Regions from separate parts of the Mus musculus genome. Here regions 1, 2, 3, 4, 5 and 6 are each linked to region 7. A link is a contact called in public ChIA-PET, Hi-C, HiChIP or PLAC-seq and Micro-C data. All regions are on one chromosome and are shown on one strand. Each heading gives the region's core, a stretch centred on a gene start, on an enhancer-like site or on the middle of the called end of the contact. The rest is flanking DNA. Distances are from core to core; before and after follow the strand shown.

Region 1 (4,133 bases), core at 1,503-4,002, 950 kb after region 7:
AAGAAAATACGTGGAGAGAAATCAGAACTGTCCCTCCTATGCCACTAGAGAAGGAGACCATGCAGACACTTTGGACAGAGGCCATGCATTCCTCACAGAGACAAGCATATGACCCAGCAACTCCACACTCAGGTACTCGCCCAAGAGAAGTGCTGAGAACATGTCCATGTAGCATTTCTGCCTGAGTTTTTACAGCAGCATGATTCATTATAGCCAGAAGGTGTTTCCATCGGCTGATGGGTGGATCCACACTATAGGATACGATCGCTCCCAGGAAGAAGAGGAACGAAGATACTTTACAGCGAGGGAATCTTGAAAATATGCCAAGTGAAGGAAACCAGACACTAAAATCAGTGCACCATATAATCCCATTTATAGGAAGTATCCAGAGTAGGCATCCATAGTCACATTAAGAAAATTAGTGGTTGCCAGGCTAGGGGGAGAATTTGGGAGTAACGGCTAGTGAACACTTTTTAAAAAATATATGTTTATGCAGCTATTTAATTTGTACTTAGATTTCACATCGAAATTTCACAGGTTTTAAATGGCCATTTTGTGGTTTTCAACATTAATATAGAATTATTTCTTGGATTTCTGAATATTTGATATGAAATTCTTTTTTTCCCCTTTTGATTGAAAATAGATTTTCTCATTCACAACATCCTGATCACAGTTTTCCCTCCCTCACATCTCCCTGTTCTGCCAACCTCCCCTTCTATCTAGTTCCACTCCTTTTCTGTCTCATTTAAAGAGAACAAGATTTACTTATTTGCATTTTATGTATGCCTGTGCGCCTTGTGTGTGTAGTACCAGGAGAGCACAGCAGAGGGCGTCCGATGCCCTGGAACTAGAGGTGACCAACTGTTAGCCCTCGTGGGTCCTGAACTTAAGCCCTCTGCTCTTCATTGCTGGCCCATCTTTCCAGCCCAAGTACTTGAGGGAGAGCAAATGCTATAGATTAAATCATTACTGTGGTTGCACAAACTAATAAATGTACTAAAACTCAGTGACTTGTAGGGCTAAAAGGGCCATTGTTGATGACAATAAAACATACATTTTAAAAATTTATTATTATTATTTATTTATTTGTTTGTTTGTTTGTTTGTTTTTGGTTTTTCCAGACAGGGTTTCTCTGTATAGCCCTGGCTGTCCTGGAACTCACTTTGTAGACCAGGCTGGCCTTGAACTCAGAAATCCACCTGCCTCTGCCTCTCAAGTGCTGGGATTAAAGGCGTGCGCCACTACTTCCCGGCCTTATTATTATTATTATTATTATTATTATTAATTATGTGTGTGTGTGCCCCCATACTAACTTATGTGCTTGCGAGTACCTTGCCCTTAGAGAGCAGGCCATGGGATGCACTGCAGCTGGAGTCATAAGTGGTTGTGGGCCATCGAATATGCAAGCTGGATCTTGCACAAGTATCTCCATCCCTAAGAAATACAAAATGTTCAAACAAGAAAAAAAAAAAAAACCTCTGTAAACTGGGAACTATGCTTCCTTACTTTTTTCTTTTCATGTAACATATTTAAAATTACATTTTTTTAAATTTATGGGTATGGGGGTACGCCAGCCACAGGTGTGGAGGTCAGATGTGGAGGTCAGATGACAATTTACCCCACCAAGTGCGTCCTGAGAATCAAATTCAGACTGTCAGTGTTATTCTGCCCTGGCAATTACTCAAGGCCATCTCATAGGCACTAATGTTTCATTCCTTAACATCGCACCTGGCGCTGGAGAGATGGCTCAGCGGTTAAGAGCACTTGCTGCTCTTCCAGAGGATCAGATTCGAATCCAGCCCCCACATGGTGCAGGGGGTGGGGAGTCTGACGCACTTTTCTAGCCTCTGTGGGCACTGCATACACATGGTACAGGTACATCCGTGCAGACAAAATATCCACGCACGTAAAATGATAAAATGTATTTTTAAAATAGCACTAATAAGGTATATAGAATAAACAAGGAACTAAAAGTATATATATATTTCAGTAGGTGAGCACTTCATTGGGATGTGTAAGGTCCTGAGTTGTACACCCAGCCCCACAAAAACACAATACTTTCATTGTAACAAAAGTTAGAAACTTCCCCAAATCACCACCACAGATCTTGTGAAGATTTCGAGTACCCAAGCTTCAGGAATGTAGGCCATGCTCTGGACCTGTTTTTGCCACCATCGGAAAGAATGTTTCCAGCAACCACCCCTCCCCTCCCCAACACACACGTAAGCAGGCTGATCAGGGGAAAGTAACATTAGCCTTAAAAATGCCATTCTCCCCTCCCCGCCTCCCCCCAACCCCCAGAACAGGATGTCCTGGCCATTTGCTAACCTCCTAGAGTGGCTCTGAGAGGCAGAAGGCAACGATTGGGACAGGACTGGGAGGTACTAGGTAAGAGGGAAGCGTAGAGGCGCAGAGGCGTGGGGAAACGCGGAGAAGCGATTGAGCTTGAGGCTGAAAGAGCATCAGGGCGGAGCAATGCGCAAGTGGGGGGCATGGGAGGAGCTTGAAGGAGGCTGGGCGGGGCTCTGGGGCTACAGGGCGGGACATGGAGAGCTCAGGGGCGGAGCGCTGGAGCTTCAGATTCGGATGTGTTACTGCGCAGGGGCGGGGTGCAGGGGCGGGACGCGAGGAGAGCGCGCAGGGTTACAGAGTCGGGGTGTGGAGAGCTCATGAAGGGGCTACCAGCTTGGAGACAGCAGGGGCGGGGACTCGGGACGAGATTAGAGTGCTCAGGGGCGGGCGTGGAGTGCTCAAGGGAGGGACCTGGAGGACTCAGGGTAGGATTGTAGAGCTCAGGGACAGGGAGTGGAGGGCGCCGCGGTGAGACCGCTGTTGTGTAGTTGTTAGACTGGGCGGGGCTGGGACGCAGGCGGGACCCGTGGGGACGCGAGCCCGGGCGCCAAATGCCCAGACAGAGGCGACCGCGGGCTCGGCTTGGCCACGACCTCTCGGCACCCTTAGGCCTGTGCACCCTGGCTGTCTGCCCTTGGTCCCCAACCCACCATGCCCTCACCCGCGCCTCCCACCGAGCTGCTGCCGTGGGAGCGCGCGGTGGTGCTGCTGTCGTGTGCGCTGTCAGCTCTGGGCTCGGGCCTCCTGGTGGCCACGCACGCCCTGTGGCCTGACCTGCGTAGCCGGGCGCGGCGCCTGCTACTCTTCCTGTCGCTAGCGGACCTGCTCTCGGCTGCCTCGTACTTCTACGGAGTGCTGCAGGACTTTGCGGGCACTTCGTGGGATTGCGTCCTTCAGGGCGCTCTCTCTACTTTCGCCAACACCAGCTCCTTCTTCTGGACGGTGGCCATCGCCCTCTACCTATACCTCAGCATCGTCCGAACTACGCGCGGGCCCTCCACGGACCACCTAATCTGGGCTTTTCACCTCATCAGGTGAGTAGGAGACCCGGCTTTGCCTCCAGGCCCCAGACCCAGGCTTATGGGTCCCGGGCCTTGCGTGCTGTGCTGTGGCATTCGTGCTTTCCCTATCTAGGTGTCAAGGTGGTGTGTCCTACTGGCAGTCACATGCATCCCCGAACCATGGAAGGGTGCCCAACTTGCCCAAAAAGTTGGAGCCAAACCTGTCTGAGCGTCTCTGAAGAGGGTGGTCTCTGTATCTGCCCCAGCCAGAATCTCCCAGCAAGGTGTGGGTGGGTGCAGAACTTGCCCATAGGAAGAGGTCTGCCATTTAGAAAGGAATTGGAGACAGTCTGTGCCCTTTGCCTCCTACTTCACCGCGATCTGGCAGTCTCTGCTGCCCATGGAGAGAAGTTCCAGTCTGCAGGCTAGAAGATGAGTTAGGTGGCTGCCCTGGCCTAAAAGCCCACAGCTTCCAATTCTATACCACAGTGGTTGTGGTGCGTCCAGCCACTCTCAGACGATAGTGTGCCAACTGTAAAATGCACAGAGGTATGCTTCTTTAAGCTTTTCACGACATTTATAAACTTCAGGCCCCCATTACCTGCACTTTCTTAGACGCTTTTAAAAAAGATTTATTCATTTTATTTTATGTGTGTGAACTGACTGCATGTATGTATGTGTATGTGTCACGTGTATGTGTACTTGGCGCCCTCGTAGGTCAGACGAGGGTATCGGATCCCCTGGAACTGGAGTTACAAATGGTTGTGAACCATCATGTGG
Region 2 (3,777 bases), core at 378-2,877, 640 kb after region 7:
AGGGAAATCCATCCAGACAGGGTCATCAACTATAGTAGTGAGCCTCAACACAGGCCACTCTGAAACTCCCCCAGTTAAGAGCAGGCAGACATACAACATAAGAGACCACTCAGTTAAAAAAGAAAAGAAAAGAAAAAGTATAACAAACAAACAAAACAACCCATTGAGTATAAACTTATTTCTCTTGGCTTTAAAAATATGCCTAACAGACTTTAAGTTCCCTGGGATGACACATTTATATAAAGTGAGGGTGCCTTCTAAGGCTTACTCTCAAAGGTTAATACCAATGAAGACATGGATAGGAGGAATGAAGGCCTGACAGAAATGGATGAACAAGAAATTCCTCCTGCCTAGGCACAACCATTAAAGCTATCTGACGGGTGAAAGGTACTGCCAGCCTGCCAGGTAAAAGGACCAAGGCACCAGAAACCCTTTCATCACCGTTATTTTCTGGATAACCCTTTCATTAACCATTACTTTCTAGTATATGGAACTGTTTAGGTCCAGTTATAGTTCTCAAGTGAAGATGATAACACAGGAAAAACGCTGCATGTTATGTAAAACTTAAATAGCTGGGCTAAATCTCAAAGAGCTCTTCATGACCCCAGGGCTGGGGACACAGCTCCATAGATAGTTTGAAAAACCAGCACCAAAAGGGTCCCAAGCCACTAGCAGCTATGACAAAAGGAAAAGAAAAATACTATTTAAAAAAGAAAACCCCAAACTTTCGTTTTTTTAGGGGGTTAATTCAGCTCCTAGTTGTATCCTCCTATCATGATGTGTTCCTCCACTGAAAATCACTGAAAGGTGCTTTAGGATCGATTAGCACTGACCAACCTTCCGAGGTCCCCATTTACCGTCCCACGTGGTGCAGACCAGCATCCGTTCCCCCCCAACCCCCCATACTCCGCAGGGCAGGCCACGGGCTGCCCTGCGACACCTGCCCGCAGCTCTGACCCAGCGCAGTACCTCCTGGGCTAGCTGCCCCGGGACCTCCAGCATCCGCACCTCTGCAGCGGTGAGTGACCGCAGCGTGATCAGGAAAACGCCAGGAGGCCGGAGCCACAGGGGCTCGGCGCGATCGCCCCTGGTGACAGTCACACCAGCCAGGAATTGTTCAAAAGGAGAATACGGCGAGAGGCGGCCGGTGGGTGGGGGATGGGACCGCGGACGCGCCGGGTGGAAAGCCGCCGTGCCGGCTGACCCCGCGGTGGGGACGCCGAAGCCACGACCCTCCTGGGCTGCCCGTCCTGGCTTCACCCCAGTCCGCGACGGACGGGAAACGCGGATTCCCAAGGCCACGGCACGCAGGGGGAGAAGGCCGGGGCTGAGGCGAGAGCAGCTCGGGCCCCAGACTCACCCGCCGGCGAAGAGATGAAGCAGCGTGTTCTCTTTCTGCTGAGTGCCCGTCGCCATGGCCGCGCCGGCTCCGCGGCCCGCCGCAGCCGCTCGTGGGACGCGCGAGGTCTTGAGCTCCGCTGGCTTCGCTGCCTTCCTCAGGCAGCCGCCGACGCGCCCATGCGCGCGGGAGGCCCAGGCGCCCGGCTCCCTCCGCGGCGTCGCGCCCGGCCAGTCAGCGGCCTCTGCGGCGCTTTCCAGCCGCTAGGCAGAGAGCCTAGCGCGCGGCCGTCACGTGGCGGAGGCCGGGCCGTGACGTCGCGGGGCGCGGCGCGGCGGAGGTGTGGGCCCGGATCCCGTACGCCTATTGGACGGCAGGTGGATGTGGGCGTGGCGGTCGTGCAACGCGGGGCGGGATCAGGCCCCGAAGGGCTGCTCAGGATAATAAGAGGATGACCAGCAAACTGGTCAAAGCTGCTTGGTCCTTCTCAGAGGCTGGAAACTGAGTGTGTAACCATGCCCTATGCTCCAAACCTCTTCTTCTTTTTCTTCTTTTTAAAATTATGTTTATGTGTGTGTGATTTGTTTTTTTTTAAGACAGTCTTACATTGCAGTCCTGGACTGCCTGGAACTTGCCATGTAGACCAAGCTTGGCCTCAAATTCACATTTTATCCGCCTGCCTCTGCCTCCCAAGTGCTGGGCCTAAAGGCGTGCGCCACCACTACCCAGCACCTTGGAACTTTCTATGTAGACCAAGATAACCTCGAAGTCACATTGATCCTTTTGCCTCTGCCTCTCCAGTGCTGAGATTACCCAGCTGTTTTTTGTGGTTTTTATTGTGTGTTTTTAAGGGATGTCATGGGTTCACACATGCCACTGTCTAATGGTGAAGACCAGAGCACAGCTTGCAGGAGTCAGTTTTGCCTATTCATCATGCAGGTCCCAGGAATTGACTTGTTTTTTGAGACAGGGTTTCTCTGTGTAGTTCTAGGTGTTCTGGAACTTACTGTGTAGACCAAACTGGCCTCAAACTCACAGATCTACCTGCTTCTGCCTCCTGAGTGCTGTGATTGAAGGCATGAGCCACCATGCCTCACGGGTCCCAGGAATTGGACTCAAGTTGTCGGATTTGGCTGCAAGTACATTTACCCTGAGCTCCCGATCTTTTTAAGAATTTCATTCTGTAATATTTCCATGTATAAACATGTATGGTGATTACATATTACATCTCACAGCTCTGAGCTTAAATAGGAAAAAAAAAAAAAAAACACGTCACCTAAACAGCCTGCCCTCCTCTAGCCTACCCTTAGTGTTTTGTGTGTTCTTGATCTTTCTATAAATAGCATTATATTTGGTATGTATTTTGCAGTGTGAATTTTGTACTGTGTGCGCTGATGCTCGGACTTGAGCGACCCAGATCGCTCCTCCCCTTAAATATCCTGGACCACTGCCACAGTGAGCCTGGCATCTTCTTACCTCCAGGTCTGGCTCTTGGCTGGGCTTTGCCTGGTTGCCCTGGCAGCACCCTGATCACATGGCTTCGGTGACTCCATGTGGGCTCGTGTACTCACTCTGTTTTATTCAAACTGTTTGTCCCATTCTGGAATGCAAGCTCCATGGGAGTGGGGGGCCTTGTTTTTACACTTCATGGTTGTTCTTAACAGATTGTTCCTGTCACGGTACCTGCCACCTAGTACTGCCCAGGGAACTAATAAACAAATGTCCTAGATTGAACTGATCATTCTACTCCTCCCCCAAGCCTGCTCAGTCTCTTCTGTTCCCTGCCCTGGTAGTGACTCTATATTCTGCACAGGCACCAAGGCCATTAATGTCAGCTTCTAAACTGACTCATACTCTCTCCCTTCCCCTCCCTCCCTCCCTCCCTCCCTCTCTTCCCTCTTTCTTACTTTCTCCCTTCTTCTGCTTCTGACACTTCTAGCTCTGACAAGTCTTGGAACTCATCCTTTCCTTCCTTCCTTCCCCCTCCCCTGCTAGGGACTCCAGGTCTGTGTGTGTCCCACCAACTCTGCAGCTGAGAGGAAGCTGTCCCCACAGGCCACTCCTTTGCTCCTTTACCTTCCAGAGTATTCGGATGCAGAACACACCAACCCATTGTCTTCCGTCTCCCACATCTGATGAGAAGCACCGCCTTTAACCGGCTGAGCTGCCAGACGTCCTGTGTGTACACAGAGGGAAACTGGAGTAGGAGGCGAGCTGTGAGCAAACACGGCAGATCTGTATTTGATAGTGGGCATTGCTTAGAAACAACTGCTAGGCTCAGTCACCTGCAAACACAGTGATTGCTCTATAGTAAAGCCATTGCTGCCAGGCAGAGCTGGGCATAGCAGCGATCCAAATCTGGGCATAGAGTTCAGTGGTAGAGCGGAGCTCTCCATGTGGGAGGATCCATACCAGCTACACTCTAATATTGGACAAAG
Region 3 (4,030 bases), core at 1,136-3,635, 820 kb after region 7:
ATGCACTGTGCATCCTAACAAAAAGATGAATCAATTCATGAATATTGGCCACACACTATTTCTGAAAGAGACTGGTGTGAAGTCCCTAGATTAAACTCACAACACTATGAGAAGCGCCTGGGGAGCAAGGAGAAATTCAACATCTCTGCTGATTCCAAGGGGACCCATTTTATGCAGCAGCCACGAGGAATCCATTGAAGGGTGTGTCCACCCTTGCTGGCACAGCCTCGCACTCAAGAAGCCTAATTTACCCCCTAAGTGACTTCACCCAGGGCCCCAGGCAAGAACCAGCCTTCCTAAGACTGACAGTTATGGCTTCTCCCCAGGTTTTGGTCTGGCTGATTTGAGTGGGATACAGGCTAAGGAAGAAAAAGGCTTGTAAAGTTTCCGGATTCAGAAACTCCATATCTCCCATCTAGATAACATCTTCGATCTATTGGAAGAAGTGTTCCCTGCAGTAAAAGGAGAAGAACTGTTTCAGATGATCTAATCCAGCCCGTCAGTTTGCAGATAACTGGCCTATGACCTCAGAGCTAGGGACAGTAAGCAACAGCCAGGATTTTTGTCTTGGTGCATAGCCCTGGCTGTGCACTTTGGCTAAATCACCCAACCTCTCTGGGCCTCCACTGGGAAAGGGTTGGTCTGGGCAGATAGTCTCTAAATGATGTTGGGATTCTCTGACTGAATGGTTCCCTCTGTCTGTACCACTAATGTTAGTGTAGTGCTTTCTGCCTCCCAGAGATGCGAGCTGGGAAGGCGTAGGGCAGAAAGGAAAAGGCAATCCCACTCTCTCCTAGAGTCTAACAATTAGGAAGAAAGCCAACTCCCTCCAGGCCATCCTACCTCAGCGTGTGTGTGTGTGTGTGTGTGTGTGTGTGTGTGTGTGTGTGTGTGTGTGTGTGAGTGTGTGTGTGTATGTGTGTGTGTGTGTGTGTGTACCCACATACACACACACACACACACATACACACACACACTCGTCGGCGATCCTAAACCTTCAAGGACACCAAGCCTTCATCATGGGGGCTGGCGCTCTTACCATAAACACCTGTTAAAACTCAGCTCATGAGCAGTTTCTGATGTTACTAACTAAAGTGTTTAATTAACTATTACTCACTCAGGAAGCAGCTTCTGCCAGCTCACCACCACACTGTACAGCTTGAGTTCAGAGAAAAAGAGAGAGGAGCCTGAGCCCCGCTCAGCTGGCAGGAGCTTCCCTGGAAAGGTGCCAGCCAGCACTCCAGCAATACCCCACTTACCAAAACCAACCAAGCAAGGGGAGTTATACTCCACAACCTTCCAGAGCCAATGGCCAGCCCCACTACTGTTCACAGACAGGCAAGAACATTTAGGAAACACACATATTCACAACGATACACAACAACAGACACGAACAGAAACTCACAAGGTCACACTCTCATTCGCAAAAGCACACACAACTTCCTGGCTGGCAAACATCTTCACAGGCACCATTTGTGAACATTCAGTCTTTGCCATGGCACATCCTTAAACTTGGAGATTAGCAAGTCCTCGCACACTCGTCAGGCGCGGGACAACTCATCCTCTGCTCTACCATCCGATTCAGGCTGCTCTTGTTTCTCTGTTTCCATCGATTTCCTGACATAACCTCGGTTGCCCGGAGAAGCATCGGCGGCTCCGGGGTGGCTGGCGCCGCGCGCAGTGTCACCAGGCAGTCTCCCAGAGAGAGGCGCTACGGGGGCCGGATCGGGAAGGGGGACTAGGGCCGCTACAAATCAGAGCCCGGACTGGCGGGAAAAGCGAAACTAACTTAACTCAGCAGGGTCGCGATGCATGGGGCAGAAGGGGTCCCCTCGACTTTGGCGATGGGAGTCCCCCTCAACAATCAGAACCCTAAGGCGCCCTGGGACTAAGGAGAGCCCCAGGCCTCTTTCTCGGTTTGCAGCCTAGGCTCATCTTAGGGAGCGACTGTCCCCGCTCCACTGAGGTCCCCACCCAATGCCGCCCCCGCAGGTGGGACCCCAGAGCCTCCGCAGCAGAAGCGGCAGCGCACTGGGCGGCGCCCGGCCCCTCTCCGGGGACCCAAGATCGATCATGGCTCCACGCCGGGTGCCCACCCTATGCCCACGCTCTGCCCCGCGCCCACCCTCTCAGTTCTCTCAGCGTGGTGGTCCCCGTGTCTCCCCCATCCCCGGATCCCAGAGCCCGAACGCGCGCCCACCCAACCGGTCTTCGGTGTCCCATGCCGCCTACCGCGCACAGAGAGGCCGCAGCTCTTGGAGCTCCGGAGGCTCGCGGTGCCCAGGGCCGCGCCCGCTGCAGAGAGCGAAGTCGCTTCCTCCCCGTGGCCCCGGCGCCAGCGCCTGGAGCTGGTTCCTGCAGCAAGCGCGCGGGCCGCTCGAGCGCGACTCCTGCGCTGAGAAGAAAAAGCCACCGACAGCTCTAAGGTGGGAGGGCGGAGAAAAAAGAAGGACGCGCCGTGGGCGGGGCTTGTACGCTCCACCCCGCCTCCATTTGCCCTGCCACGCCCCATGTCACGCTCCTTCACCACGCCCCGCCTCAGGTCACGCCCTTTTTATCGCAACCCTCCCTTCTGCCTGGCGCTCCTCACAGCCCTCCCCTCCGCACTTTCCCGCTTAGCCCCGCCCTACACCACGCCCCTTCTCCTGCCACGCCCCTCTACTTTCCGACCCAGCGCTGGGTTTCCTAGCGTTGAGCGGCGCTGGTCGCCCGAGAGCCCGGAGCGCGCAGGGCTCTGAGGCAGGGCAGGCTTGGGGCTTTGCGAACTCTGTAGCCCCCGATACCACCTTCTTGCAGAAGGGCTGTAGGCTCAGACATACATCGCTCTGCCTTGGCCTCTGCAGCAAGAGCTTTGATTCCTCTGGAGAAGTTTTTAGGAAAGGCTGGACCTAAGGCCAGGATCATAATAACAGAAAACCTGCGCGGGGGCTGCGGTGGTGTCCAGCACTGTATTGAGGAGCTGAGGTTCATTCTTTAGGGAAAAAATGTTTGGCAGGGTGAGGTTATAGCAGTAATCACAGGAGCAAGATCTTGCTTAACTCGTTTGAAACTCCGGGTTAAGGTTCTGTAATGCTGTCGTGCAAAGGAACTGTCTATGAGTCCATGTGTAATCCGGCTGCTCTATACTTACTGTTTCCGCGCTCATGGAGACAGACAGGCAACTCAGAACTTCAAGACCCCGAGGTCCTGGTCGCATAGGCGTCCACAGTACCTAGACAATGAGTTTAGGATGGCACAAGCGACAGGGACTTCACATTAAAAGTACACCGTTAGAAGCTCTAGTCTGAAAGGGATTTTCCTTTCCCGTCATTACAGAAGAGAGTAGTCACAGGTGACTGAGGGAATTTTCACTCCCATCTTCGCGATATCCCCTTAAGATCTTCCCACTCCTCACCCATACGTGGGGAGGGATGCTAGAGAAGTTGCTATAAATACTGTGGCCGCTGAAGTTATTTAATCACTCACTGTAAAGACCCGAAGGGCCGGAGGCTACTGTGTAGATTCCAACCACCTCACTGTTGCCAATTTTGTTTGAAAACACAGAAGCTTCCAGACTGCTATGGACAAGGTGGGTCTGCGTGGGGAAAGCGGCCTCTCCGGGGCGCTATTGGCTCTTCGAGCAGGCAGCCTTGCCGGTGACTCAGGGGGGTGACTCCCTCCTGTTGGACTCTTCAAAGTCTGGGAATTTGAAGCATTCCCTGTGAGCACGGCAGCCACTGACCCATATAGCTTGGAAAGAGAGCATGTTCCATATGTTGAGCGAGAAGTACGTGTCCCTTATCAGGTGTGGTCGGTCACCTCACAGGGCAGGTACTGCAGCACTACACCTGGGACTATGTACTCTCTTCTAAGACTTGTCTTTTGCCTGGGGGAAAGCTTCCAGAACAGATGGAAGCTGTTTCAAATGGTTAGAATGGCAGCTGTCGGGGGGGCTGGAGAGATGGCTCAGTGGTTAAGAGCACTGACTGCTCTTCCAAAGGTCCTGAGTTCAAGTCCTAGCAACCACATGGTGGCTCACAACCATCTGTAA
Region 4 (3,798 bases), core at 130-2,629, 570 kb after region 7:
TTGCAGAGGACTCAAGTTTGCTTCTCCCATTGAGCAGTCCACAGCTGCTTGTAACTTCAGCTCCAGGGGATCTGATGTTCTCCTATGGCCTTTGCAGGGATTGCTACATAGACACATATATACACGTAATTTTTCATCTTAGTATATGTATTTATTTTATTCTTCTGGCTATGAGTGTTTTGCCTGCTTGCACACACACACACACACACACACACACACACACACACACACACACACCACATGTGTGCCTGATAAACATGGAGGTCAGAAGACCGCAACTAGAGTTACAGGTGGTTGTGAGTCACCATGTAGATGCTGGGAACCAAACCTGGGTCCTTTGCAAGAGCAGTCAGTGCTCTTAGCCACTGAATTTCTCCAGCCCCTATACACATTTTATTTTATTTTAGACAGGGTTTCTCCGTGTAGCTCCTGGACCTTGCTCTGAAATCCAGACTGGCCTCAAACTCAGAGAGAGATCCACCTGCCTCTGTCTCCTGTTTTGTTTTGTTTTGTTTTTTTCGAGACAGGGTTTCTCTGTGTAGCCCTGGCTGTTCTGGAACTCACTTCGTAGACCAGGCTGCCCTGGAACTCAGAAATTCGCCTGCCTCTGCCTCCCAAGTGCTGGGATCAAAGGCGTGTGCCAACACTGCCTGGCAGTGGTGTTCATCTTTAATCCCAGCACTCAGGAGGTAGAGGCAGGCGGATCTCTGAGTTCGAGGCCAGCCTGGTCTACAAAGTGAGTTCCAGGACAGGAAGGGATACACAGAGAAACCCTGCCTCAAAAAACAAAAACAGGGGCTGGTGAGATGGCTCAGTGGGTAAGGGCACCCAACTGCTCTTCCGAAGGTCCGAAGTTCAAATTCCAGCAACCACATGGTGGCTCACAACCACCCATAATGAGATCTGATGCCCTCTTCTGGTGTATCTGAAGACAACTACAGTGTACTTACATATAATAAATAAATAAATCTTTAAAAAACAAACAAAACAAAACAACAAAAAACCAAAAACAACAACAACCACAACAAAAAGAATACCACCATGTTCTACCAGAGCCCTGTACACATAACTAAGCAAAGTATAAATTTCAGGTAATCCACTAGGGCTTTATGATGGATGGAGATCTGAGAAGCAAACTGTGTCATCCCATCCTTAGGGACATGGCTCTGCCAAAGTCCCGGCACCAGGCAGGGAATGGCCATGGCCATCACAGCTCTACAAGAAAAAGCCTGGCCAAGAAATTCTCAGGCAGGGCTAGAAGAGAGTCCCACAATGGCTAACTTCCCTGTGGGCGGAGCCTGGGGCAGCCTTGCTTCCTTACACGGGTAAGCCCAGACAAGCTAACATCAGAGCACAGCTTTCCACATCGCTTCTGTGCCTCTGCTCTACAGAGTCTGGTGTGGTTAACTGACTGATCGTTCATACACTGAGGAGTCCTAGGGAGCCACCTAGAGGAGGGACAGCAAAACAGGAGAGGGGCAGAAGGTAGGGCTGAGGACAGAACCATTAAAGAGGGCAACAGGAATGAGGATGTCTTAGAAAAGCAGAGGAGGGGCTGGACAGGTAGGTGGCTCAGCAGTTAAGAGCACTGACTGATCTTCCAGAGGACGTGAGTTCAATCAAAAAATAAAAAATAAATAAAAAATAAAGGAAATCTAAAGAGATTGAACAAGCGTGCATGTGCTTGCTTGTGTGCTGTGTGTGTGTGTTTCTGTGTATATGTGTGCATGTGCTTGCTTGTGTGCTGTGTTTGTGTGTGTGTATGTGCTTGTCTCTCTTATGTTTGTGTTTCTCTGTGTTGTGTGTGCTGTGTGTTTCTGTATGTGGCTCTGTATTGTATATGGTGTATGTGTCTGTTTTTCATGTTGTGCATTTTATACATTTTATATATGTGTATATATGTGTATTTGTGTATGTCTGTTGGTATATTAAGTGTGTGTGTTATGTTTGTGTATATATGTGTCTTGTCTTGTATTGGTGTGCACGTTGTATATGTGTGTGTATTGTGGATGATATGTGTGTGTCTGTTTGTGTGTTGTATGTATGTGTGTGTTAAGCAAGACCAAAACAGGATGAACTCACATGGACACAGTTAGCTTCTAGCCTGTTAGTCTGGCCTGTTTTTGGCAACTCTTCCCCTTTGTAATCAAGAAGGTGGGCAACCAGCAGACAAACTTGACTCATGGCCATAACTTACTGGACCAGAATGGAGGCTCGGATTCCAGCGAGGCCAATCAAGTCCTTCCCAGAAAAGTAGACTTGGGACCTGTTGAAGAGACCCAGGATAGGTCAGCTAGGTGGGTGTCGCAAGTGGGGACAGGTGAGGGTGCCTCAGTCTCTGGCTCTCACCAGAGCTGCCAGTACCTGTAATGCTGTCACATGCATATTTGACCTTTGTCCAGTCGCCTGCACTCAGCTCCTAACGTCCTGGAAAATTCTGCAGTGGTGTCTTTCTGTGGCCAGGGCTGACCAGGCCTGAGGGCTGCTGGACAGTCTGAGGATGGGGCTGGCTGCTAAGGGAAACTAACTAGCTGTGTGGAGAGGGTGGGAACTTTCAGCCCTGCCCTCCCTCCAGCTTACTGAGAGGGGAAGAAGGTCTAGATGTCACCAGCCGCTCCCACATAAATCCTCAAGAGAACAGGGGGATCTTTGTCGTTTGTTTTGAGAAAAAAATCTCATGGATCCTAGACTGGCCCCAAACTCACTACAGAGCTGAGGCGGACACTGATCCTCCTGCCCAGGCCTCTGAAGTGCTAGGATTACAGGCCCCTGGCTTTCTGGGATGCTGGGGCTTCCTGGGTGCTAGGCAACACTGTACCTCAAGAGGGCAGTGTTCTGAGCGCTTTCTGGTCAGTGCAGCCAGGGTGCCCCGTGCCCTCCCTGACCTGGGCCATTCATTCCTCTCTCCACTGTCTCTGTCACGTCTAGTCCTTTATTACAAGTCAGAAAGAGCCAGGGAACAGTTCCCAGAGTTCTCAGAGGGGCTCCAGCAAGTTAGCGGAGCCTGACAGGGGGGTCGTGGGAACTGGGCTTTATCAACAGTCATCCAAAAACAGGGAAAACAACTTTGGGGACAAGGTTACCTACTACAAAGTCCCCTTTTCCGTCCCAGTTAAAGGGCTGGTTTCTGACTGTGGTCTGGGAAGCAGACTGTGGATGGTGTATCGAGTGAGGCCGCAGTTGAGAATAAGGTAGAAATGAGGCAGGCTCACACAGTCAGTCCCTCAGGAACTCTCACCCCATCTGCCCTTACTGCTCTTGATGCTGCCCTGACAGGGAACCTGCAGGTCCAGATCTTCCCAGGATCAATGTGTGGTTTGCAGTACCCCGACTCTGCATCTGGCTACTCGGAAGAATTAGACCCCCCCCCCCCCGGCATAGATGTTACCCAGCTGGCCCCTTGCCCCAGAGGGACTCCACTTTGTCCTTGGTTGTATCCTTGCTTTGCAGCACTCTGTCCTCTGAGCAGCTCTGTGTCGGACTCAGCTGCCCTCTAGGAACATGGCCTCTACACCCATCAGGGTGCGGTCCTTAGTCACTTGCTCTCTGCCTGCCGATAGTACTGGAAGTGAGTGTGTAGGAATGCCATGGAATGGATGAGTGAATGAGTGGATGGATGGATGAATGAATGATGTAATTTTGAATAGGCCGGTTGGGGACAGTAGCTAACGAATATGAAGATTAAAGGCCACCTCTAGCCATTGCAGGGATAATTCTGTCCTTCAAGCTGGAATTTACACTCGGTGATGATGGGGCCTGATACCCCTGAAAGCTAGGAGGCTGAATTTGCTTCTGTGT
Region 5 (3,918 bases), core at 1,353-3,852, 550 kb before region 7:
AAGAGAAGACTCTCCAGTGTTGACTGCCTGGCCGGTCTGTACAGTGACAGCCACCGTGTGGCAGCCCCTTGGCCAGCAGCCACCGTTCACTGACAGGCTCAGCTTGTCACTGTCCCAGCCTTCCTTCCCTTGTGCACATCAGCACTCCTGACTTCAGAGACAAATCAGTTTTCTGCCTGGCTTCTGAGTGTCTATATCACTGTGGTTTTCCGTGGACTGGTTAGTGAGACTAAAGGCAAAACCGCAGGCCTTCGTCCAGGTCCCCAGCTGGCTGGCACTTTGGGCCACTGGGCACTCTGGAAGATTTCTGCTTACATGGCTTCATTTAGTTTTGTTTAAGACAAAACCGTTTGGGGAGTTTGCATTCCTAGTTTTTGGTTCGCTTGCTTTAGTTTTTTGTTTGGATTTGGGGGTTGGTTGGCTTTTTAGTTTTTTGGTTTTGTTGTTGTTTTGTTTTGTAGAGAGGGTTGCATTGTGTATCGTTCTGAACTCACTATGTAGACCAGGCTGACCTTGAACTTACAGAGATCCAAACATGCCTCTGCCTCATTAAGTGCTAGAATTAGAGGTATGGACCACCATGCCTGGCTTTACTTGCCGTTTTTCCAGTATCGGAATCTTCCTAAATCTGACAGGTGTGGTCAATTCAGTCTTCCTAGAGGGCACATTCCGGAACAACTTTGCTCCCTCTCTTACTTCCTAGGGGAGGAATGTAATGGATTCAACTCAGCCCGCCCTCAGGGGCTGCCATCTCCAGGAAGCATCCCTAGCCTTCTGGCAAGCTGCGTTCTGGCTCGGGGCCTCTGGCAAATAAACAGCCATCCATAGCCCAGAGGCAGAACTGTGCTGGTTGGTAAGTACGGAGGCTGCTCAGTAGATAGTCTTGAGTCCACAATGTTGGTATTCTGTTTGGACTCCGCCCCCATAGTTACCTGGTAACAGCCAGGTATGCTCCTCCCCACAGTTAGGCCTGGCCCACTATAAAAAGGGCTGCTTTCCGCCCCCCCCCCCCCGCCCTCTTCTCTCTTATTCTTTCCTCTCTCTGCATCTCTGCATTCCCTCTGCCCCCTCCCCTTTTTCCACGTTGGCCTCTATTTCTCTACTCTCTCCCTCTCTCTGCTTCTACTACCCTCTTAACTCCCCTCCCCATGCCCTAAACTGTTCTATACTATACCTTGTAGCTGGTCCCTCAGGGGGAAGGGATGCCTTGGCATGGGCCCGCTGAAGCACCCTCTTCCCCCATCCCTCACCACACCCCCATAAAACATATTCTTATACCTCTTTATCTTTTTTTTTTTTTTTTTTTTTTTTTTTTGGTTTTTCGAGACAGGGTTTCTCTGTGTAGCCCTGGCTGTCCTGGCACTCACTTTGTAGACCAGGCTGGCCTCGAACTCAGAAATCCGCCTGCCTCTGCCTCCCGAGTGCTGGGATTAAAGGCGTGCGCCACCACTCCCGGCTTCTTTTTAAAAAAAAAAAATTTTTTTTTTAGATTTATTTATTATTAAATGTAAGTACACTGCAGCTGTCTTCAGACACACCAGAAGAGGGCATCAGATCTCATTACGGATGGTTGTAAGCCACCATGTGGTTGCTGGGATTTGAACTCAGGACCTTTGGAAGAGCACTCAGTGCTCTTAACTGCTGAGCCATCTCTCCAGCCCCCCTCTTTATCTTTTTATGTACACAACACATGCTGTCCCCGTCAAGTTCGTAAAACTGGACACGAATCTCCATCTGAGCCATTGTGACCCTGGATGCCCTGGTAGCAACTTTGTAGACCTCCCTCCCTCCCTCCGTTTGCGAGCTTGAAGTCAGCCAAGGCAGGGACAGGGCTCCAAGCAACAGCTCATGCCCTTCAGCTGTGCGTTATGACAAGGGGACATGCTCCCACTCCAGGTGGAGGCTGCTGAGTATCAGTCAGAAACCGTCCCTGACACCGTGTCAGGAATAGCTTATTCGTGGTTCGTCTTCCTTCTTTGGCATTCAAACTGTGTATGGAGCAATTAGCATTTAATATTCGGTAATTAGCATGCTTAATGTGATTCTGATAAGTTCCTTGACATTTTCATAAAAACAGCCACGTTCCCTCCCACCCTTCAAGGAGCAAGACCCAGTTTGTAAAAAGAAAAAAAAAGCCGCGCCAGTCTTTTTTGGTTTTGAATATGCATGTGCGGGGCCTCAGCTGGTAAATTTAGAAAGAGCTCCATTCTTATTCTGCAGCCACCCGCTCCTGGCTGACAATCCGGAGCAAAGTAGCCAAATGGCGCGACAATCCTCGCAAGTAAATAAAAGTCCCATGTGCGCCCAGACTAGACACGATCTGCTCAAACCCTACGGGGGTCCAAGGATGGGCCCCAGCCCTCGAACCGCTGCGCCGGCGCGGCCCGCCCCGGAACCCTCCCGCCGCCAGGGCCTCTCCCCACGTGGCCCGGCAGCCGGCCGCACTACCCTGCTGCGGCTGACAGACAGCACGGCCCAACCAATCACTGCTAGTTGCAGCCCGGGGAGCCAATGAACTCCTGGTGAAGCTGCGGGCCGGCCCACGCCGCCATTGGAGAGCCGGGGTCCCGCCCCTCCGTAGGCCCCGCCCCCGAGCGGGTTAGGTTGCGGCGCGGGCAGCGGGCAGAGCTGGTCACGTTGTGCTGGGGGGGGTCCGCGCGCCCTGCAGTCCCGAACCCGCTACGCGCTCCGTCGGCCCGCCCGCCCGCCATGGAGCCTGGCCCCGACGGCCCAGCCGCGCCCGGCCCCGCCGCCATCCGTGAGGGCTGGTTCCGAGAGACCTGCAGCCTGTGGCCCGGCCAGGCCCTGTCGCTGCAAGTGGAGCAGCTGCTTCACCACCGGCGATCGCGGTACCAAGACATCCTCGTCTTCCGCAGGTATGGCCCGCCGCGCGCCGGTGCAGCTGTCAGAAGTTCTGCGCTGGGCCCGGCCCTGCGTCCACGTGTCACTATCGGGACACGTCAGCCGAGGGGACCCCGGGACCCACCCAGCCCCCACACGTGGCTCGCCTGCCACGTGTCACCCCGAATGCCCACCCCTGGACCCCATGGCGGCCACGTGCACGCCCAGGGAGGACAGGGACCTAACCTCCCAGTGTCCCAGGACCCACGTCCCCGACTGTCTCTGCCCGCAGTAAAACCTACGGCAACGTGCTGGTTCTGGATGGCGTCATCCAGTGTACTGAGAGGGATGAGTTCTCCTACCAGGAGATGATCGCCAACCTGCCGCTCTGCAGCCACCCCAACCCGCGGAAGGTACCGCATTGCCCCTGGGTTCAGCCCTGAGCTCGGGGTCCTAGAAAAGCATGTCGGGCTGACACTAGGTGAGGATGTTTGGGGGCAGATGCTACCCAGATGACTGTCAGAAAATGCGGGTCGGTCAGGATGAATAGAGCTCCTGGGAGAGCTGGTCTCCTTAGAAGCCCCGAGAGGGGAACCCAGGCTGCCAGGAAGGACCCCGTGGCACAGAAGCGTTCTGGAGAGTAGAGAATGACTCAGAGTCCTGTAGCTGGGAAGATCAGGTTCTGTGGGAGTGGGCCTGCTCAGTCCTGACTTGTCCTTCCCTGGCCCAGGTGCTGATCATCGGGGGTGGAGATGGGGGCGTCCTACGGGAAGTGGTGAAGCACCCCTCTGTGGAGTCGGTGGTCCAGTGCGAGATTGATGAGGTGGGTGCAGTCCAGGAGGCCTGGATTTGAGTCACCAGAGTCAGCTCTGTCCCATCCTGACTCTGCACCCCGAGGCGCAATGTTCTTACCATCCCTGCCCTGTTTCCTCAGTCTGAAAAGAGGGTTCAGTAGGAAAACCAGATTGTTAAGGCCTGGCACACACCACACCATGGATGTTAACTCTTAGTGCTTTCAGAGCCCAGGCAGAGCCAGAGAGCTCAACAACTTATGGCATCTCCCCTTGAGACCCAGCA
Region 6 (3,764 bases), core at 991-3,490, 980 kb after region 7:
CTCAGTGTGTTCATTTGACTGAACTCTGCCCGCTACTTAATTTTTTTATCAATTGACTTGAGGAGAGGGACATCATTTAAGAAAATGCCTTCATCTGATTGGCTCGAGGGCGGGGGGGGGGGCGTTTTCTTGAATGATGATTGACTTTCGAGGGCCCGGCTCTTTATGTATCAATACTACAACCTTTGGGCAGATGGTCCTGGGAAATATTTTAGAAAGCAAGCCTGAGGGACAAGCCAGCAGGCCCTTTTCCTCCATGGTCTCCGCTTCAGTTCCTGGTTTAGCTTGAGCTTCTGCCGTGGCCTCTCTGGAGGATGTACTGTGATCAGCAGTTGTAAGCTGACACAAACCCTTTCCTTCCGAAGCTGCTTTTGGTTGTGGTCTATACCACAGCCATGGGAAGCAAACTAGGACACTCTGCTTCCTCAGCGAGAGTCTGAGCCCCAAGTGGCCAAGGCTATTTTTGCATCCTTTTTCTCTCTTCTCTATACAGCAAAGGGCCGGGTAAATAAAAACACTGACTAACAGGAAAACTCACATCCCAGAAAGAGCAGCTTCCAAACATTTAGGTTTTCCTCCCCTCCCTCACCCTCCCTTCTCTCTCTCTCTCTCTCTCTCTCTTCCTTCCTCCCTCCCCCCCTTTTATTTTTTATTTTTTTTTAGACATGGTCTTGCATAGCCCACACTGTCTATCCAAGTATGGCCTAGATCTTCTGATAGCCTGCCTCCACCTCCCTAGTGCTGGGATCGTAGGCTGTGCCACCACACTGAGCAATACTCTTCTTCTGGACTGTGTACTGACAAAGTTTCTGTGTTGTGTTACTAATCGTGGTTTTGGAATTGGGATCTGAGACCTAGACCTTCATCCCAGAATTTTTGGCAAAGTTATTTCCCTACTTAGAGGCAATTTAAGGGCTGGAGAGAGGGCTCAGCAGTTAAGAACTCTTGTTCTTCTTGCAAAGGAGCCAGGTTTGGTTCCCAGCACCCACATGGTGGCTCAGAACCATACATGTAAGTCCACTTCAAGGGGATCTATCATCCTCTTGCGACCTAAGCAGGCACCAGTTTCCACATGCAGTACACACATACATGAAGGCAAAACACTCACGTAAAATGACATAGATATTTTAAAATATTTTAGAAGCAACTTAATATAAAAGATCTGAGAGGCTGCTTGGTGGGCTCGGCCTGTCTCACATCCTTCCCCACTGTGGATCAAATGACTTCCCCAAGAGAAAGGTATGGAAGAAGGCCCTCTAGAGTCCAGCCCGGAGAACTGCACCTGGCCACTCCCTTTTCTCTTTAAGACAATCCCTTGGCTCTTATCAGAGATGGCTGCTAAACCCAGGTCAAATTCCTGGAAATATTAGTAATTCGTCACATGTATTCTTTCCACCCGCCTCATTCTGTGCTCTTTAACTCACCAAAATGTCCGTGGGTTTATTAGTGCTTATTAAAGGCCTTTTTAAAGGTCCCATTGAACCAGAGGCTCAGACCTGTAACCCTAACATTTGGGAATCCGAGACCAGGCTCTCTCAGGTTCAAGACCTACCTGGACTATACAGTGAATTCCACAACACCCTGGACTACATAATGGAACTCAGTCTCAAAACACAAACAAACAAACAAACAAACAAACAAAAGCATAAAAATGAATCCCAAAGCTTAGATACAGCGGTGGATTTCCTGCCGCATTCAGAAGCCACAGAAGCAAGGGCGAGATGGCCAGGGAAGGCTCAGCAGGCCGGATCCATCTGGGAGGTCTGAAAACCAAGAGGATCCATCCACACACTTTCAAACCAGATGCACCCAGGGTACTGTGTTCCTAAGAGTGCCCACTGCCCACCTTCCAGCCCTCCACCCTGTTGGCCGTGGCTTGGCTGGGTCCTGAAATTGCGGACAGGTTCTTCAGGGGACACAGAAGACATGTCTATAGAATGACCTTCTCTTCTCTCTTGGAGAAGAGAGCCCTGGGGATGGATGTCCTTGGGGCAGACTGCAGTTGCCAGCCCAGAGGACCAGACAGAATCGCCAGCTCCCTCCAGGGGACACAGGGACGCATGCAGCTCCGCCCCCTCCCCCGCCCCCGCCCCCTACCCGCTCCTGCCCCTCCGCACCCCTCCCCGGCTCACCTCAACCGCAAGTGCTCTTGGGACTGAGGATGAGCGTTGGTCGCGCTGAACTGCGACTGCGCAGAAACCAGACTCCCACTCCGAATACTTCTCTCAGGGTCTGACCACAGACCTGCACCCACCCACCCACCTACCCTGTTGAGAAAGTTGAGGCAGGGATTGAACCCTCAGCTTTCAGATCTCATTTTACAGTAAAACAGGCAGAGAGAAGATTAATAGTTGGGGGCCAAGAAGCTGGCCTCTGTTCCCTACGCTCCCAAGATTGTAAACTCGGCTCGTTATTTCTGTACCCCACCTCTCACTCCCGCCCCCGAAGTAAGTGACACCACCTACAATTTACGTGCATTTTCTTTGGAAGGTTTTGTTTTTCTTCAAACTATTTGAAATACATGAATCTCTCTGGCCCCGTCACGCCTTAGTTGAAGAGCCACCGTGTTGGAGTGGGAAGAAAACAAGGAAGTTTTCCTGGAAGGAGACGCCCCCACTGTCCATTGCTACCCGAGCGGATCTACACTTCTGGATGCAGAGTGGGCTCCTGATAAACGGCTGAAGGGTGAAGGACAAGAAGAAAGACATCTGCTGACTGAACTCGAGCAACAGCTAATAAATCAAAGGAGCATGTCTAACAAGGATGAAAATCTGCGGGCCTGGTGGGACTTTGCTCAGGTTTTGGCTGCCTGGCCTGGTCAGTCCGGTAGCAGTTGAACACGTGCTGAGCGCCGGAGCCCGTGGTGACCAGCTTGTGGGCAGATTGCTGGACTCACACCAGCCTCTGGGGACTTAGCCTGCCCTGCAAAGGAAGAGTACAAGAAGGTATTTGCTACTTTCCCAGTACTGAAAAGTGTATCTCTCCGGGCCGCTCGGGGTTCCTTAAAAAGACAAAATAAAGTTTTCTCCTCAAACAGCGTTACCTAAGGCCAGGGTAGATAGCTCAGCCCTAGAGCACAGGCAATCCGTACTCGGTCTCCAGCACCAATAATAATAGTGATAGTAACGATAATAACAGTTTCATCATGGTTGCTTGAGCAAGAACTGACTCTCCACTAGGGACACTTGGCAGTAGAAGGTGTGGTGGGAAACACTAGGCTAAGCCTTTACAGCCCCATATGTTAGCCCATTATCTAATGTGGCATAGGGCTGGTGACAGCTGTTGCTGTCCATGTGTTCCAGACAGAAATACACTTTCTAGTCATTTTTCAAGGCCGTGCCTGGTGAAGACTTGAGCAGTGGAGGCTGTTTCCCCTGGGTACCTCGCTGAGTCCACAGTTTCAGGGGACCCACTGGCTTAGCCAAACTCTACATGTTTAACTTAAAAGCAGAAGTGAAAGGCAGGGCAAACGCTGCCGGTGCCTGAAAGGGTTATTCTGACTTAGACTAGCAATAAAAATGCAATTGGCTGAGAGTTGGCACGGCCAAAGTGCAGCCTAAATATCTTCCCTCCCGAACAGCACAGCTGGCACTTTGAGGAGGTGAGCCGCAGGCTGCACTTGCAGAGCAACGATGGAGGAAAAACATCAAGAGGAGACAGGGGTGAGTATGTGGCTGGCAGCGGTCAGAGGAGGGGGGTGGGGCGGGGGCGGGGGTGGGTGTCGACTGCTCAGCTTCTTGCTCAGGTATTGCAGAACCTGCCCT
Region 7 (4,038 bases), core at 395-2,894:
AGATAGGCAGGATATCTAATTGGGGTCTCAACCCACAGGTTGAGGACCACTGAAATGAAAGCAAGCTGCCAAGTGAAAACAGATGATGGCCGCTTGGGTGCTCACAGCTGGGCTCTAGCGATGGTTCTAAAGGTTCTGAATTTCTTTTTTTTTTTTTTTAAGATTTATTTATTTATTATATGTAAGTACACTGTAGCTGTCTTCAGACACTCCAGAAGAGGGAGTCAGATCTTGTTACAGATGGTTGTGAGCCACCATGTGGTTGCTGGGATTTGAACTCCTGACCTTCAGAAGAGCAGTTGGGTGCTCTTACCCACTGAGCCATCTCTCCAGCCCAGGTTCTGAATTTCTTAAAACAGGAGTGCAGGGCAGACAGCCGATGGGACGCAGATACCTAAGGAAGCAACCCCCAACCCTGAGCTCACAATCATTCCCAGCTGAGATGGCAGCTCTGATTCATCAAACAACTGAATATTGGCTCTGACACCACCCCGTGCAGTAGTTATCCGTATTCCGACTTTGCAAAGGAGAAAACTATATTTGGGCCACGACTAACTGACTAGAGGACCCGAAATCACAACCGACGCCAGAGGGTGGGTTCTAGGGCAGCCTGCCAGGGGCTGACTCCGGGCTCTGCAGCATAGAATAGACAACGTTTCCCAGGTCCTAGTGAACTGCTCAGGTCTCACTATGTAAACCAGGCTAGCCTCAAGCTCACACACACCGCTCGCTCTGACTCCTGAAATTAAAGGCCTGAGCCCCACGCACTGTCCTCGCTTGTTCCTGAGACAGGGTCTCTCTAGGTACTTAACTGATCTAAAACTCGTAATCCTCCTGCCTCAGCCCCTGAATTAGTCTGTGTGTCTCTCCTGCATCTCTCTCACCCTCACACGCGCTATCCCCAGCCTCTTTTGTTGTTTTGTTTTGTTTTGTTGTTTTTGTTTTGTTTTGTTGTTTTTGTTTTGTTTTTCGAGACAGGGTTTCTCAGTGTAGCCTTAGCTGTCCTGGAACTCACTCTGTAGACCAATTGAGAGATGTGCCTGCCTCAGTCTGGGATTAAGGACTTGCGCCGCCACCACCGGGCGGGCCCTCCTTTAAGACAGGGCCTCCCGTAATCCCGGTTGGCCTCGAACTCGGTATATCGCTGAAAATGACTCTAAACTGGCTTCTGCCTCCACCCTAAGCCTCTCGCTTCCACACACACCCCGCTCCGTGCTGGGGTCACAGTCGTTCACCACCAAGCCCGGTAGGTGCGGTGCTGGGACTCGAACCCATAGATTCCCTCATGCTGGGCAAACGCTCCTCCAAGCCCCATCGTCTCTCTGTAGCGCCCACACCCGACCCTCACAGCGCCGGGACACCCGGACTCTGGCGAGCTGGACGCAGGCTCGGCGGACCGCACCCCCTCCTTGCAGCCGAGCGACGCATGCGCACACGCGGAGGCCGGCTAGGGACTCGGGGCCTTTCCCTCTCCCAGGACCTCACGTCCTGCCCTTGCTGGGACCCCATTTATTTTATACCTGCCGGTGAGAGAACTCCTGCGGCTCCTCAGCCTCCACCTCCTCCATCACTGCGGACAACCCCGGTCGGCGCGCCACTGTCGGCTCAGACTTTCCCGCGCTACCTCTGCGACGGGCGGCGCCGAGGGTCAAAGCGCGAAGCGCCTCCTTCCTGTCCCGCGCGCGCCCCCTGGCGACAGCTCGCGGAAGGGTCTTAGCGTTGGTGTGACCCGGGGTTCAAGCATCTGTAAGAACGTGCGTGAGATGGCTCACTGGTTAGCAGTCACTGAGAGCACCGGCCAGACGCACCACCCACATCAGGTGGCTCACTAAACACGTGTAATTCCATCTCTAAGGGACACAATGTTCTCTCTTGGTCTCTCTTGGTACCCGCATGCAGATGCACACACAAATACACACATATGCATAATAAATATATAAGTAAATAAAAGTGTTTAAGTAAAAAATATATATATGTTGGGCCTGGTGATGCACCCTTTTAATCCCAGCACTCTTGAGTCATAGGCCAGTGGATCTCTGTGAGTTCCAGACCAGCCAGGGCTACATAGTGAAACTTGCCTTAAAATTAAAAAACAAAACAAAACAAAAAAAGCAAGAGTGTATAGCCCACAATTAACAGATGATAAAGCACTTGGCTGGCAAGATAGCTTTGTGAAAGCCAGGCATGGTGGCACATGCCTTTAATCCTAGCACTTGGGAGGCAGAGGCAGGCGAATTTCTGAGTTCGAGGCCAGCCTGGTCTACAAAGTGAGTTCCAGGACAGCCAGAGCTATACAGAGAAACCCTGTCTCGGAAAGAAAGAAAGAGAAAGAAGAAAGAGAGAGAAGAAAGAGAGAGAAGAAAGAGAGAGAAAAAAGATCGTTTTGTGGGTCAAAACACATTGCCCTGCAAGCCTGGGGCCCTGAGGCCCTGAGTTTGATTCCCAGAACTGACTCCAGAAAGTTGTTTTCTTACATCCACTGTGTGCTCACACTCACACAAACCAATAGCCAGTTGATGTAAGTTATGGAAGGCAGCGCCTTCTATGGTGAACCATTCACACACACAACCTCGTGCAAGGAACCTTGGATTTTTATGGCTCTTCCACCAGCACCAAATCAGTGATCAGTGAGATCACTGCTCAAACGCTATCCCCTCAGAGCGAGTGGTTCACGTTACCAGGGACAAGAGTGGCTGCTTCTCCATTATGTCAAGCTATACAGCGAGAGGCTCTGAGGTGGCTCTGCAATAATAACAGCTGCCGTTCCTGCAGACCAGGATTTGGTTCATGGCACCCACATGGTGGTTCACACCTGTCTATGATTACTGTTTCCAGGAGTCAGTGCTCTCTTCTGATCTCCAAGAGCCCAATTCATGCACGCAGGCAAAACACTCAGACATTAAAAAAAGGATCTGTAGAGAGGTCTGCCTGGCCCCGAAATGGCTGTAGCCAATGCCTACCAGCTATTTCATATTATCGCTGTAATTTGCCTGCCAGTCATTGACACAGAAAAATAACTTGGGGCTGGAGAGATGACTCAGAGGTCAACCATCTGTAATGAGATCTGACACCCTCTTCTGGAGTGTCTGAAGACAGCTACAGTGTACTTACGTATATAATAAATAAATCTTTAAAAAAGAAAGAAAGAGCCAGGTGGTGGTGGCGCACTCCTTTAATCCCAGCACTTGAGAGGCAGGCAGATTTCTGAGTTCGAGGCCGGCCTGGTCTACACAGTGAGTTCCAGGACAGCCAGGGCTACACAGAAAAACCCTGTCTCAAAAATTCAAAAAAAAAAAAAAAAAAAAAAAAGAAAGAGAGAAAGAGAGAAAGAAAAAAAATAACTCAAAGCAGGGTCATGCTGATCATCTAAACTGTTACATTCTGTGTGAGGTCTGTTAATCCTTTTTTTTTTTTTTCAAGACAGGGTTTCTCTGTATAGTCCTGGCTGTCCTGGAACTCACTTTGTAGACCAGGCTGTCCTGGAACTCAGAAATCCACCTGCCTCTCCCTCCCAAGTGCTGGGATTAAAGGTGTGCACCACCACTGCGGCGAGGTCTGTTAAGAAATACCACAACCTATTGTAGATTCGGTTTATTATGTTAATTGTTTTTAATTACATAGGAATTTGTACATCTATATGTAAGGCATCGTGGGTCCCTGCCCCCAGTTGGCTCTAATTAGTAAATAAAGTTGTCAGCAAAGATTTAAAACAAAGATTTAAAATCACTACAAGATTTAAAATCACTACAAGAACAAAGATTTAAAATCACTACAAGGGGAAGCAGGAGGACCAGCCCTGAGAGTTGCAGGAGAGAGCACATAGCCATGTAAGAGCCAGGGGAGAGCAACCCCAGGGGCTCCTACCCCATTGGGTCTGGGGTAGCGATGATGGATTTTAGAAAGTGATAATTCAGTAGTATTGGAGGGGAGGCGTTAACAATGTGGAAGTTTGGGAGTGGCCCAGCCATTGAGCTGCTTAGGACATATTAAAAACAAGGCTATGTGGGTGTGTCTTTCATTCAAGAATCCACAACATTA

Evidence for each region. HiChIP or PLAC-seq counts read pairs in DNA pulled down with a chosen protein or histone mark. A called contact is a pair of places that touch in the nucleus more often than the background predicts. ChIA-PET counts read pairs in DNA pulled down with a chosen protein or histone mark.
Region 1: a contact with region 7 is called in a Hi-C map of the G1E-ER4 cell line, with 6 times the contacts expected there. The contact joins the promoter of Gpr157 here to the promoter of Cenps in region 7. A contact is called at or near these places in 1 of 15 datasets of contacts at CTCF or cohesin (embryonic stem cells), 7 of 484 Hi-C or Micro-C datasets (the G1E-ER4 cell line, embryonic stem cells, palatal mesenchyme and 1 more), 1 of 115 datasets of contacts at active chromatin or transcription factors (large pre-B cells) and 1 of 9 other capture datasets (liver).
Region 2: a contact with region 7 is called in an RNA polymerase II ChIA-PET map of memory CD8 T cells, with 6 times the contacts expected there. The contact joins the promoter of Slc25a33 here to the promoter of Cenps in region 7. A contact is called at or near these places in 2 of 39 promoter capture datasets (the 3T3-L1 cell line and stem cell-derived epiblast-like cells) and 3 of 115 datasets of contacts at active chromatin or transcription factors (large pre-B cells, memory CD8 T cells and pancreatic cancer cells).
Region 3: a CTCF HiChIP or PLAC-seq map of embryonic stem cells shows a contact between it and region 7, with 5 times the contacts expected there. The contact joins the promoter of Spsb1 here to the promoter of Cenps in region 7. A contact is called at or near these places in 3 of 39 promoter capture datasets (cranial neural crest, hippocampal neurons and pre-B cells), 1 of 15 datasets of contacts at CTCF or cohesin (embryonic stem cells), 1 of 484 Hi-C or Micro-C datasets (cortical neurons), 1 of 115 datasets of contacts at active chromatin or transcription factors (pancreatic cancer cells) and 1 of 9 other capture datasets (liver).
Region 4: a contact with region 7 is called in a Micro-C map of B cells, with 6 times the contacts expected there. The contact joins the enhancer-like site here to the promoter of Cenps in region 7. A contact is called at or near these places in 1 of 39 promoter capture datasets (hippocampal neurons), 1 of 15 datasets of contacts at CTCF or cohesin (large pre-B cells), 17 of 484 Hi-C or Micro-C datasets (B cells, CD4 T cells, the HL-1 cell line and 12 more), 3 of 115 datasets of contacts at active chromatin or transcription factors (large pre-B cells, pancreatic cancer cells and pro-B cells) and 3 of 9 other capture datasets (adipose tissue, embryonic stem cells and liver).
Region 5: a contact with region 7 is called in an H3K27ac HiChIP or PLAC-seq map of stem cell-derived neural progenitor cells, with 5 times the contacts expected there. The contact joins the promoter of Srm here to the promoter of Cenps in region 7. A contact is called at or near these places in 1 of 39 promoter capture datasets (hippocampal neurons) and 5 of 115 datasets of contacts at active chromatin or transcription factors (astrocytes, embryonic stem cells, forebrain and 2 more).
Region 6: a contact with region 7 is called in an H3K27ac HiChIP or PLAC-seq map of large pre-B cells, with 3 times the contacts expected there. The contact joins the promoter of Slc2a5 here to the promoter of Cenps in region 7. A contact is called at or near these places in 3 of 484 Hi-C or Micro-C datasets (the G1E-ER4 cell line and pre-B cells) and 1 of 115 datasets of contacts at active chromatin or transcription factors (large pre-B cells).

The regions. Positions count from the first base shown.
Region 1 is chr4:150,084,751-150,088,883 of GRCm38.p6, forward strand. It overlaps Gpr157 (G protein-coupled receptor 157), which reads left to right and starts at 2,753. Exons shown (of 4, transcript NM_177366.3): 1 at 2,753-3,386. The coding sequence starts at 3,004.
Region 2 is chr4:149,772,640-149,776,416 of GRCm38.p6, forward strand. Slc25a33 (solute carrier family 25, member 33) reads right to left here and starts at 1,628. Exons shown (of 7, transcript NM_027460.2): 1 at 1,361-1,628. The coding sequence starts at 1,416.
Region 3 is chr4:149,952,621-149,956,650 of GRCm38.p6, forward strand. It overlaps Spsb1 (splA/ryanodine receptor domain and SOCS box containing 1), which reads right to left and starts at 2,386. Exons shown (of 3, transcript NM_029035.2): 1 at 2,233-2,386.
Region 4 is chr4:149,709,347-149,713,144 of GRCm38.p6, forward strand. No RefSeq gene overlaps it. Among named protein-coding and RNA genes, the nearest start is that of Tmem201, 27 kb to the right of the region's middle. Within about 2 kb of position 1,380, at least 148 of the 459 cell types and tissues checked have an H3K27ac peak or open chromatin away from gene starts, as enhancers often do. A contact at or near this core is called in B cells, embryonic stem cells, pancreatic cancer cells and 1 more, where this site is marked.
Region 5 is chr4:148,588,911-148,592,828 of GRCm38.p6, forward strand. It overlaps Srm (spermidine synthase), which reads left to right and starts at 2,603. Exons shown (of 7, transcript NM_009272.4): 1 at 2,603-2,876; 2 at 3,134-3,254; 3 at 3,572-3,664. The coding sequence starts at 2,710.
Region 6 is chr4:150,117,104-150,120,867 of GRCm38.p6, forward strand. Slc2a5 (solute carrier family 2 (facilitated glucose transporter), member 5) reads left to right here and starts at 2,241. Exons shown (of 14, transcript NM_019741.3): 1 at 2,241-2,447; 2 at 2,552-2,945; 3 at 3,581-3,662. The coding sequence starts at 3,633.
Region 7 is chr4:149,135,956-149,139,993 of GRCm38.p6, forward strand. Cenps (centromere protein S) reads right to left here and starts at 1,645. Exons shown (of 5, transcript NM_027263.2): 1 at 1,521-1,645. The coding sequence starts at 1,568.